3 separate regions of the Mus musculus genome follow, and all the other regions are linked to region 1. The links are chromatin contacts, called in public HiChIP or PLAC-seq and promoter capture Hi-C maps. All regions are on one chromosome and are shown on one strand. The core of a region is the stretch at or near the end of the contact, and the rest is flanking DNA. Distances in the headings are between cores, read along the strand shown. Region 1 holds the start of Slc35e1 (solute carrier family 35, member E1). Region 2 holds the start of Slc25a42 (solute carrier family 25, member 42). Region 3 holds the start of Tmem161a (transmembrane protein 161A).

What was found. Promoter capture Hi-C pulls out the DNA fragments that hold promoters and counts their contacts. HiChIP or PLAC-seq counts read pairs in DNA pulled down with a chosen protein or histone mark.
Region 2: a contact with region 1 is called in a promoter capture Hi-C map of pre-B cells, with 3 times the contacts expected there. The contact joins the promoter of Slc25a42 here to the promoter of Slc35e1 in region 1. A contact is called at or near these places in 1 of 39 promoter capture datasets (pre-B cells) and 1 of 115 datasets of contacts at active chromatin or transcription factors (thymic regulatory T cells).
Region 3: a contact with region 1 is called in an H3K27ac HiChIP or PLAC-seq map of thymic regulatory T cells, with 10 times the contacts expected there. The contact joins the promoter of Tmem161a here to the promoter of Slc35e1 in region 1. A contact is called at or near these places in 1 of 115 datasets of contacts at active chromatin or transcription factors (thymic regulatory T cells) and 1 of 9 other capture datasets (liver).

The regions. Positions count from the first base shown.
Region 1 is chr8:72,491,338-72,494,121 of GRCm38.p6, reverse strand. It overlaps Slc35e1 (solute carrier family 35, member E1), which reads left to right and starts at 1,508. Exons shown (of 6, transcript NM_177766.3): 1 at 1,508-1,956; 2 at 2,210-2,280. The coding sequence starts at 1,536.
Region 2 is chr8:70,210,939-70,213,638 of GRCm38.p6, reverse strand. Slc25a42 (solute carrier family 25, member 42) reads left to right here and starts at 1,358. Exons shown (of 8, transcript NM_001007570.2): 1 at 1,358-1,411.
Region 3 is chr8:70,171,106-70,173,805 of GRCm38.p6, reverse strand. Tmem161a (transmembrane protein 161A) reads right to left here and starts at 1,398. Exons shown (of 12, transcript NM_145597.4): 1 at 1,366-1,398. The coding sequence starts at 1,368.

The DNA.
Region 1 (2,784 bases), core at 259-2,758:
TTTTTTTTCACTCATCCATATCTTCTTAATTTCAAAGATAACAGTTATTCATAAAACAGCAGCTTCATGGTTTAAGTCTTAGAACATACCTCCTGGTCTGGTTGGTACCAAAGCCAACCCAGAACCCGTTTCAGAGCCAGTAGGAATTTCTGAGGTTTGTTGCAGAATGGCCCCACTCCCCATTACAGGGCCATTTGAGGAGGTGAAACCACAGCTGGGTTGCCCTGAGTACATGTACCTGTTGTGAAATGAAAAAGCTTCCAGAGTTGCCAGGGCCAAATCCAATATGAAATAAAAGCAACCAAAACACATCAGTGGGGCCATCTGACACTGCTCTGTCCAAAGATCCTAATTCCTCTTGTATTTAGTTTGTGACAAAGGCCTTAGGGTACAAAGCCCAGCGTCCTATCACCATATTCTTAAACTCCTGCTTTGGGAGGGACCAGGCCATTTTCTACTCAGATCCACAAGGACTGCCACATGTGTGATGAGTATCCAGCAAACCCCAGGGTACAACACAGTCTACCTTGAAGAACGGGTGAGTAGCTACGCATGGTGCTCAGGAGGCGGAGGCAGGCAAATCTCTGAGTTCGAAGCTAGCCTAATCTACAAATCGAGTCCATGACAGCCAGGAATCTGTTACACAGAGAAAAGCAAACCAAAACATAGGTGAGGTAGAAAGACACCCTGGCATTCAAGGAGACGCTGTAAAGGAGAATATTGAGGTTGGCGAGATGGCTCAGCAAATAAACGCTTGCTGCCAGAGTTAGTTTCTTTTCCTGGATGCACATGGTAGAAAAGAGACAAAAGACTCAACTCGTCTGACCTCAATATGTGTATACACACGCTCGTGCCCGCCTCCATAAATGAACACATTTTAAGGAGCGCGAACAACTATTCTCCCTCACTTAAAAGCACACGATCTTGGGAATCGAGTTTTGTAAGTCTAGTCCTGCCTTCGTGGTTTTGCCCAGCATCGTACCGGTCAGCTGAGCTCTTAAGACACTGTCGCAGGAGACACTTAACCCTGGATTTCTCTCGGTTGGTCTGTGAGGGGAAATTGACACCTACCGCACAGCTTCCGAGGACCCGGCGTAGTCCAGAGGATTTACCGCAATCGGTTTCTTTTCTTCTAAAAGATCTAAGCCCTGTCTACGCCCCAGGCACGCGGCTTCCACAGCCTCAAGTGGGCGGGCCCGCGTCGCCCGGCACCTCCCACGGAGTCCTGCCAGTCACCGGAGAGAACGTAACGCGCTTAACCCACCCGCGGGCCCTACGGCCCGCCTTCCGGGCTTAGCCCCGCCCCCTCCCGGAAAGCGTTTAAGTGAGGGTAGGGCCCTCGCCGACGACGTGTACGGGCGCGTCGGCGGACGCGCGACGATGACGTATGGGGCGGTGGCCAATGGCGAGCGGCGATGACGCAAGGGCCAGGGGCCAATGGTGAGCGGCGTCTGCCGGCGCGCCCTCCAGGGCTGTCCCGCCCCCTGCCCGCGTCCGGCGGTCGTCCGGCGGGAAGGGGCGGCCGCTCGGGCAGGATGGCGGCGGCGGCAACCGCGGGTCCCGGCGCGGGCGCAGGGGTCCCGGGCGCGGGTGGCGGCGGCGGGGCGCGCGAGGGTGCGCGGGTGGCGGTGCTGTGTCTACTATGGTACGCGCTGAGCGCGGGCGGTAACGTGGTCAACAAGGTGATTTTGAGCGCCTTCCCGTTCCCGGTCACCGTGTCGCTGTGCCACATCCTAGCGCTGTGCGCGGGGCTGCCGCCGCTGCTGCGCGCCTGGCGCGTGCCGCCCGCGCCACCCGTGTCGGGCCCCGGACCCGGCCCGCATCCGGCGTCCGGCCCGCTGCTGCCGCCGCGCTTCTATCCGCGTTACGTACTGCCGCTTGCCTTTGGCAAGTACTTCGCGTCGGTGTCGGCGCACGTCAGCATCTGGAAGGTGCCGGTCTCCTACGCGCACACCGGTAAGTGCTGAGGCGGGCTTTGCGCGCTGTCTGGGGCTTCGAAGTGTGGGTACGAGTGCGCGGGCCGTCTGACTGAGACGCCGCCAAGGTGCGTCGGATTCTCACGTTGGAAAAGGTCTGAGGAGTTTACCGAGCGCCTAGCAGAATTGACTCCAGCTATTGGGATCGAGAGGAAGCCTTACAGAAGGAAGGTTCAGGGTCGGGTGTGCAGGTTGCCAGGACTGCCCACTGAGTGCCTTTTCCTCTCTTGCAGTCAAGGCCACCATGCCCATCTGGGTGGTCCTCCTGTCCCGGATCATCATGAAGGAGAAACAGAGCACCAAGGTAACTCTGGCAGAAGCCCTGGGCTAGGCGGGATTCCCAGTAGCTGACCAGGTTGATGACGTGGTTGGACCGTGGCATCCTCCTGCTTCCTGTCAAATAAGGAAGTCAAGGTGTCAGCCTTGTCCTGTGGCTAGCACCTAGCATCCCGCACTCACCTTTCAGACAGCAGATGTGTGTGTGAATGGGGCGATATCACCACATAATCTCTTGCTTGTTGTCCCTGAGCGCCACATCCCTCTGGCGTCCACTGTTCTTTTCTGTTATGATTCCGACTCTGGGATTGGTGGTAGGTGATGTCTTTGGTTCCATTTTAGCAAGTCACCAACAAATTAAGTTGGGACAAGTTTTCCTTCTCTTATTTTATTTTCTAATGTTTATTTATGTGTGTGTGTTGTGCATTGCCACGTGTATGGAAGTCAGAGGACAGTTTTCACCTTGTGGATACCTGGGATCAGATTCAAGTTGTCAGGCCTGGTCCTGACGAACTTACAAACTATCATGTCC
Region 2 (2,700 bases), core at 109-2,608, 2.3 Mb after region 1:
GACATCCCATGTACACAAGCTTGCTTTAATTAATTGCTTGCTTTAATTTTCTTGGCCATGATTTGGGTCGGTGGTCTTTCTCCTTGAATCTGTAGGATTAACATTTACCCATTGAGCCATCTTGCTGGCTCCTTCTGTTTCCACAAAGGGGTCAGGGAGGCAAGATTGAACCTAAGGATTGCTCTGTCCAAGGCTTGAGCAGACTGAGTAACTCAGGTCACTCCGTTCCCCACTGTCTTACTACCCTTTCTGAGGGGGTTCAGAGCTTCAATATACAAATTGAACAGCTAAAGTGCTCTGTAACCTTGGTCAAAGAGCTTGACCTCTCTGTGTTCCCTTTGACATGTGGTTGTATTTATTGTTTGGTTAATTCACCAGTTACCACAAACACAGGGATGTCATAAGATCTCGTAAAGGATAAAGCTTGGACCCAGAGACGTCACTTTCTGAAAGTCAGATCACGTCAGCAGGATTGCACTTTTGCTTCCCATGTTTTGCACATGAACTCAAGTAGCAGAGGAAGGCTGAGTGATCTGAGTTTCTGCCCTTTGTATCATCGGCAGGGGAACAGTAAAGGAGGGACGGGCTGAGAATTAACCAAGAGTGTTTCAACTGTCAAAGTCTAAATTCAGGAAAGAGTAAAGCTTCTGAGCGCCATGGGAACCTGAGGAGTCTGCGCGGAACATACTAGATCATCCAGGGCAGACAAGATAGTTATGGTCTGTACCTAGCGCGCCCACCCCTGGAAGATGCACCGCCTACAGCTTCTGCGATTGGTCCCAGGACCTGTACATCTTTAGTGTCGCAGTCAATCATCGTTGCCCTCCGGGCTACACCCTCCGATCCTCGAGCTTCGCCCTTGCCCAGCGCGCCAGCTTACTCAGAGCGCTGACCTTGCTCTTCAGCGATTGGCTAAGAGGGCTGTTTCCAGGCCCCGCCCCCTCCCTTCAGTTATTGGCCCAAAGCGTTGCTTGTTTTCTGCAGAATCCAATCCTCGCTTCTGTCTCCTTGTGCCCCGAATTCTCAGAAACCAAGAGCCGCCTTTCCTCTTAGCTCCGCCTATACCCCTTGGCAATTGGCCGGAAGCTCTGCCCATTTTCTGCGGGTTCCAATTCTTGAACGCCCCCCACCAGGCCTCTCCGCCTTGTACCCGGTGTAGAACGCTCAGAAGAACCAGGGCCGCCCCTCCATGTAGCCTCGCCCCTTCCTTTAGCGATTGGTTAAAAAGGATGCCCGTCTGTGCCATGCTTACCAATTCTTGCCGTCTCCAGCGCTGATTGGACAGGGCGTGACCAATGGCGGCAGGGCCTGGGCCCCTCCCGGCCTCGAGCTTAGGGCCCGCGCGAGGCGGGGCTGCAGCGGCTGAGGCGGCTGAGGCAGTAGCGGCAGCAGCGGCGACGCGTCCGGGCAGGTGAGCGCGACCCAAGGAGTGCAGGCGCCAAGGGGCGACGCGGGGTGGCGGGGTTCTCGCGGCCCGGGCTGGGAGGAAGCGCGGCATGGGGCCGTTTCGTTGTGACAGCAGTGTCGCGAGCGTGGAGAGGTGACAGATCCCCTCACACACCCTGTGTTTCGCGCGTCCTCGGGGTCCCCACGGCCAGGCCGAACCCTAATTTCACACCGAGCTGCCCTGAGAGTGACAACCCCTGTGAGGCCAAGGTGGCCGCTTACGCACCCAACATGCGTGCCTCGCAGACCTGATCTTCCTCAGCCCGCTGCGTGTCCTTCCTTTGGAACCCGGGTGGACGCTTCGGGTGCAAGCTTCGGGTGCCACCCGGACGCGGCTGCTACACACGTGCACCTGCGTGCCTCTCCCCGTCCCTGTCGCGCAACCATCGCTTCACTCCCAAAGCAAAGTCCACCTAACTTGTGGTTTTAAATTTTTTATTTTCGTCCCCCGTGTAGTGCGAGTGGTGGCTTGGTTTTGGAAACCGTGTTTCACTGTGTAGAGCCAGCTGGTCTGGAACTCACAGAGATCTCCCTGCCCCTGCCTCCCAAGTGCCAGGATTAAAAGTGTGGGGTACCACCTGGTCTGTTATTGCTTTAACAGGGCTTTTAAATTTATTTCTAGCATTTCATTTTATTGTATTTATTTATTGATTAGTTTTGGAGTCAAAGTCTTGCACTGTAACCCAGGTTGTCCTTGAACTTTTATAAAGAGTGCTTGAGGTCAGGTGAGATGGCTCAGCAAACTGAGTTTTTGGGAACTGCCAAAAGTTGTCCTCTGATCTCTACATGGGCTCTGTGGCACACACGTAAATACACACACACACACACACACACACACACACACCACAATATGTATATGTATATGCATATAAAATCACTTCTTGACACAGCATGATGTTATGAGTCATCTGTGCACTGAACAGGTAGAGGTAGGATCAGAAGTTCAAGGTTACCTTGGCTACACACAGTGAATTTGAGTAGCCTGGTCTGTTTAAGACCTTGTTTCACAAAAAGAAAGGAAAGAAAACTAATGAGCAAACAGTGCATAGACGGGAGTGGAGTTGGTAGAGTGCTTGTTTGAAGTTGGGGGTTCCATTCCTAGCACCAGAGAAACCAGGTGTGGGGGTACACACTTATCATCTCAGCAGGGGGATCTGGAGTTCATGTCCAGCCTGGGCTACTCAGAGGCCCTGTCTCAAAGACCAATAACAAACAAAAATCTCAGGGCTGGACAGCTTTTGAGTCATTTCTGGA
Region 3 (2,700 bases), core at 149-2,648, 2.3 Mb after region 1:
CACAAAGAAACAATATCTGAAAAAAAAAACAAACAAAATAAAACAAAACAAAACAAACAAACAAACAAACAAACACAAGACAGAAAGAAAGAAGAAAGAAACCAAGGAAAGAAGGGAAGGCCAGAGATAGGTTGATTTCCTATAGCCCAGGCTGGTCTGGATCTCAGAACACAGCTGAAGGTGACCCTGAACTGCTGGTCCTCCTGTCCCCACTTCCTGAGTGCTAGGGTGATAGCGTGTACCCACACCCAGTTTGTGCAGTGCAGGGGTGGAGCCCCGTCCATGCTAGGTAAGCACTCTACCAAATGATAGACGCCAGCTCTCCATCCCAGGAAGAGTTCAGAGCACAGCTCCACAAATCTTTCAGAAGGAAGCTAAGTCAGGCTCCCGCCGACACAGCACTCATTTCTGTAATTATCTAATTATATACACTGTGTGCCACTAGAGCTGCCTGCCTGCATTCTGCTTTCATACCCAATTAACATGAAATACAGATCAATATAAAAATCTGTCAGCCAGGTGTACTGGTGTACAATTTTGCTTGGATTTTTTTGAGACAGGGTTTCTCTGTGTAGCCCTGGCTGTCCTAGAACTCACTCTGTAGACCAGGCGGGCTTCGAACTCACAGAGATTCACCTGCCTCTGCCTCCCAAGTGCTAAGATTAAAGGCATTTGCCATCACTGCCCATCAACACCAACAAGTAAGACCCTTTGTAAATAATTTTTAATGGGTAAATAGAAAAAAATAAAAGGACTGGGACGCTAGAGAGATAGCTCAGGGCTTAAGAGTACTGATTGCTCTTCCAGAGGTCACAGGTTCAATTCCCAGCATCCATTTGGCAGCTCACAGCCCTTTCTAACTCCACTCTCAGGGAATCCTACATGTCTTCTCTGGCCTCTAAGAACAGCACACACACACACACACACACACACACACACACACACACACACACACACACACACACACACACACACACGGTAGACAGACATACATACAAAACATTCATACTTAAATAAATAAAATAATGAAAAATAAAAAAAGATTTTAAAAGACAAACAGAAAGCCGTGAATAGTGGCACAAGTTTGACATCTCAGCACTCCAGAGCCAGGAGAATCAGAAGTCCGAGGTCCCCATAGGCTACGAATAAGTTCTAGTACAACTTGGGCTACATGGGACCCTGTCAGAAAGCAAAGATAGCTGCAATCCCAGCTCCCTCACTCCAGTCCAGAGCCCTAGCTTCACCTCCCAACGCGTCCAGCACCACTGACTACACGACACTTCCAAATAGCCCGCGCGGTTTGGGGAACCCTCTCAGCTCAGTTAGGCCGTTCTCCACCCCGGGGATCCCAGAGGGCCTGCTCACCATGTCCGCTCCCTGGGCGCACAGCGGTACGAGGCTGGAGGCGGGGAAGCGCTGAGGTATCTTGGCCAATTAGAGACAGAATGCTGTTGACGAGCATCCTGGGAAGTCAGTCATCGGGCTAAGAATGGGATGGGTGTGCGCAATGCATGCTGGGAACTGTAGTTTTAGCTGGAGCATGAGGTCGTTTCGTCTGCTGGCTTTTCCTTCTTTTTTCTTTTCTTTCTCTTTTTGCCCTTGCCGTGTGTGTGGTGTGTGTCGTGTGTGTGCCGTGTGTGTGTGTGTGCGTGTGCGTGTGACAGAGTACCTATGTAACTTCTGCTGGTCTGTCCTGAAATTCACTCTGTAGACCACGCTGGCCTCAAAGTACTGGGGATTAAAGAAAGCCTGTGCCACCACTACCCGGTTGGTTTTATTTTCTAGTATGTATCTGTATCTTGTGGGGTTTTTTGTATTTTGCACGTAGCTGCAGTCCTTGGAGTCCAGAGGAGAAGGCCAGATCCTTTGACCCTAAAGATACATGTGGTTGTTTATTGGTTGAGAAGAGGGCTTAGACTGAACTTGGGTTCCCTACAAAAGCAATACTTGCTCCTAGTCAACTAACCAACTTTCTAGCTTTCTAGTTTTGTTTTTACTTGGACGTGGGGGGGGGGGGGGGAGGAGTTCTTACTTTGTGTGTGGGAGGACATTGGATACCTTGCTAGAGTCAATTCTCTCGCTATCATGTGGACCCCAGGGGATCAAACTCAGACTTCACAGAAAAAGCCTCAACCGGCTGAACAGGCTTGCTAACCCTGTTTGGTTTTAGTAGGGTCTGAACTTCTCTATGTAGACAAGGATGACCTTGAGGTTCTGATCCTGCTGTAAAATGCTCAAGTAACAGATGTGTCTCACCATGCCCGGTCAGTGTTCTCACTCACCACGGATGGAGCTCACCATGCAAACGTAAGACCTGTGTTGTATGAGCGACCTCCCCAGCTCACTACACCATCACCCCAGTTCAGACAGTAGCCTGGATGTCTGTGTGTGTGCACGTCACTCTCTGAGCCACACCCTCCTCACTAGACAGCCCGGCATAGTGGATCGCATAGCTGTCCTCTCTCTTAGAGAGCTAAGACAGGAGCATGTTTTAAGACTAATGACAGCCTAGGCTGTGTAGCCAGACTGAAGCCACTAGTGCTTCATATTTTAAGACTGTCTCAAAAACAAAACAAAAAACAGGAAAAAAAAATAAAAACCAGGGCCGAACGTGGTGGCGCATGCTTTTAATCCCAGCACTCGGGAGGCAGAGGCAGGTGGATTTCTGAGTTCGAGGCCAGCCTGATCTACAAAGTGAGT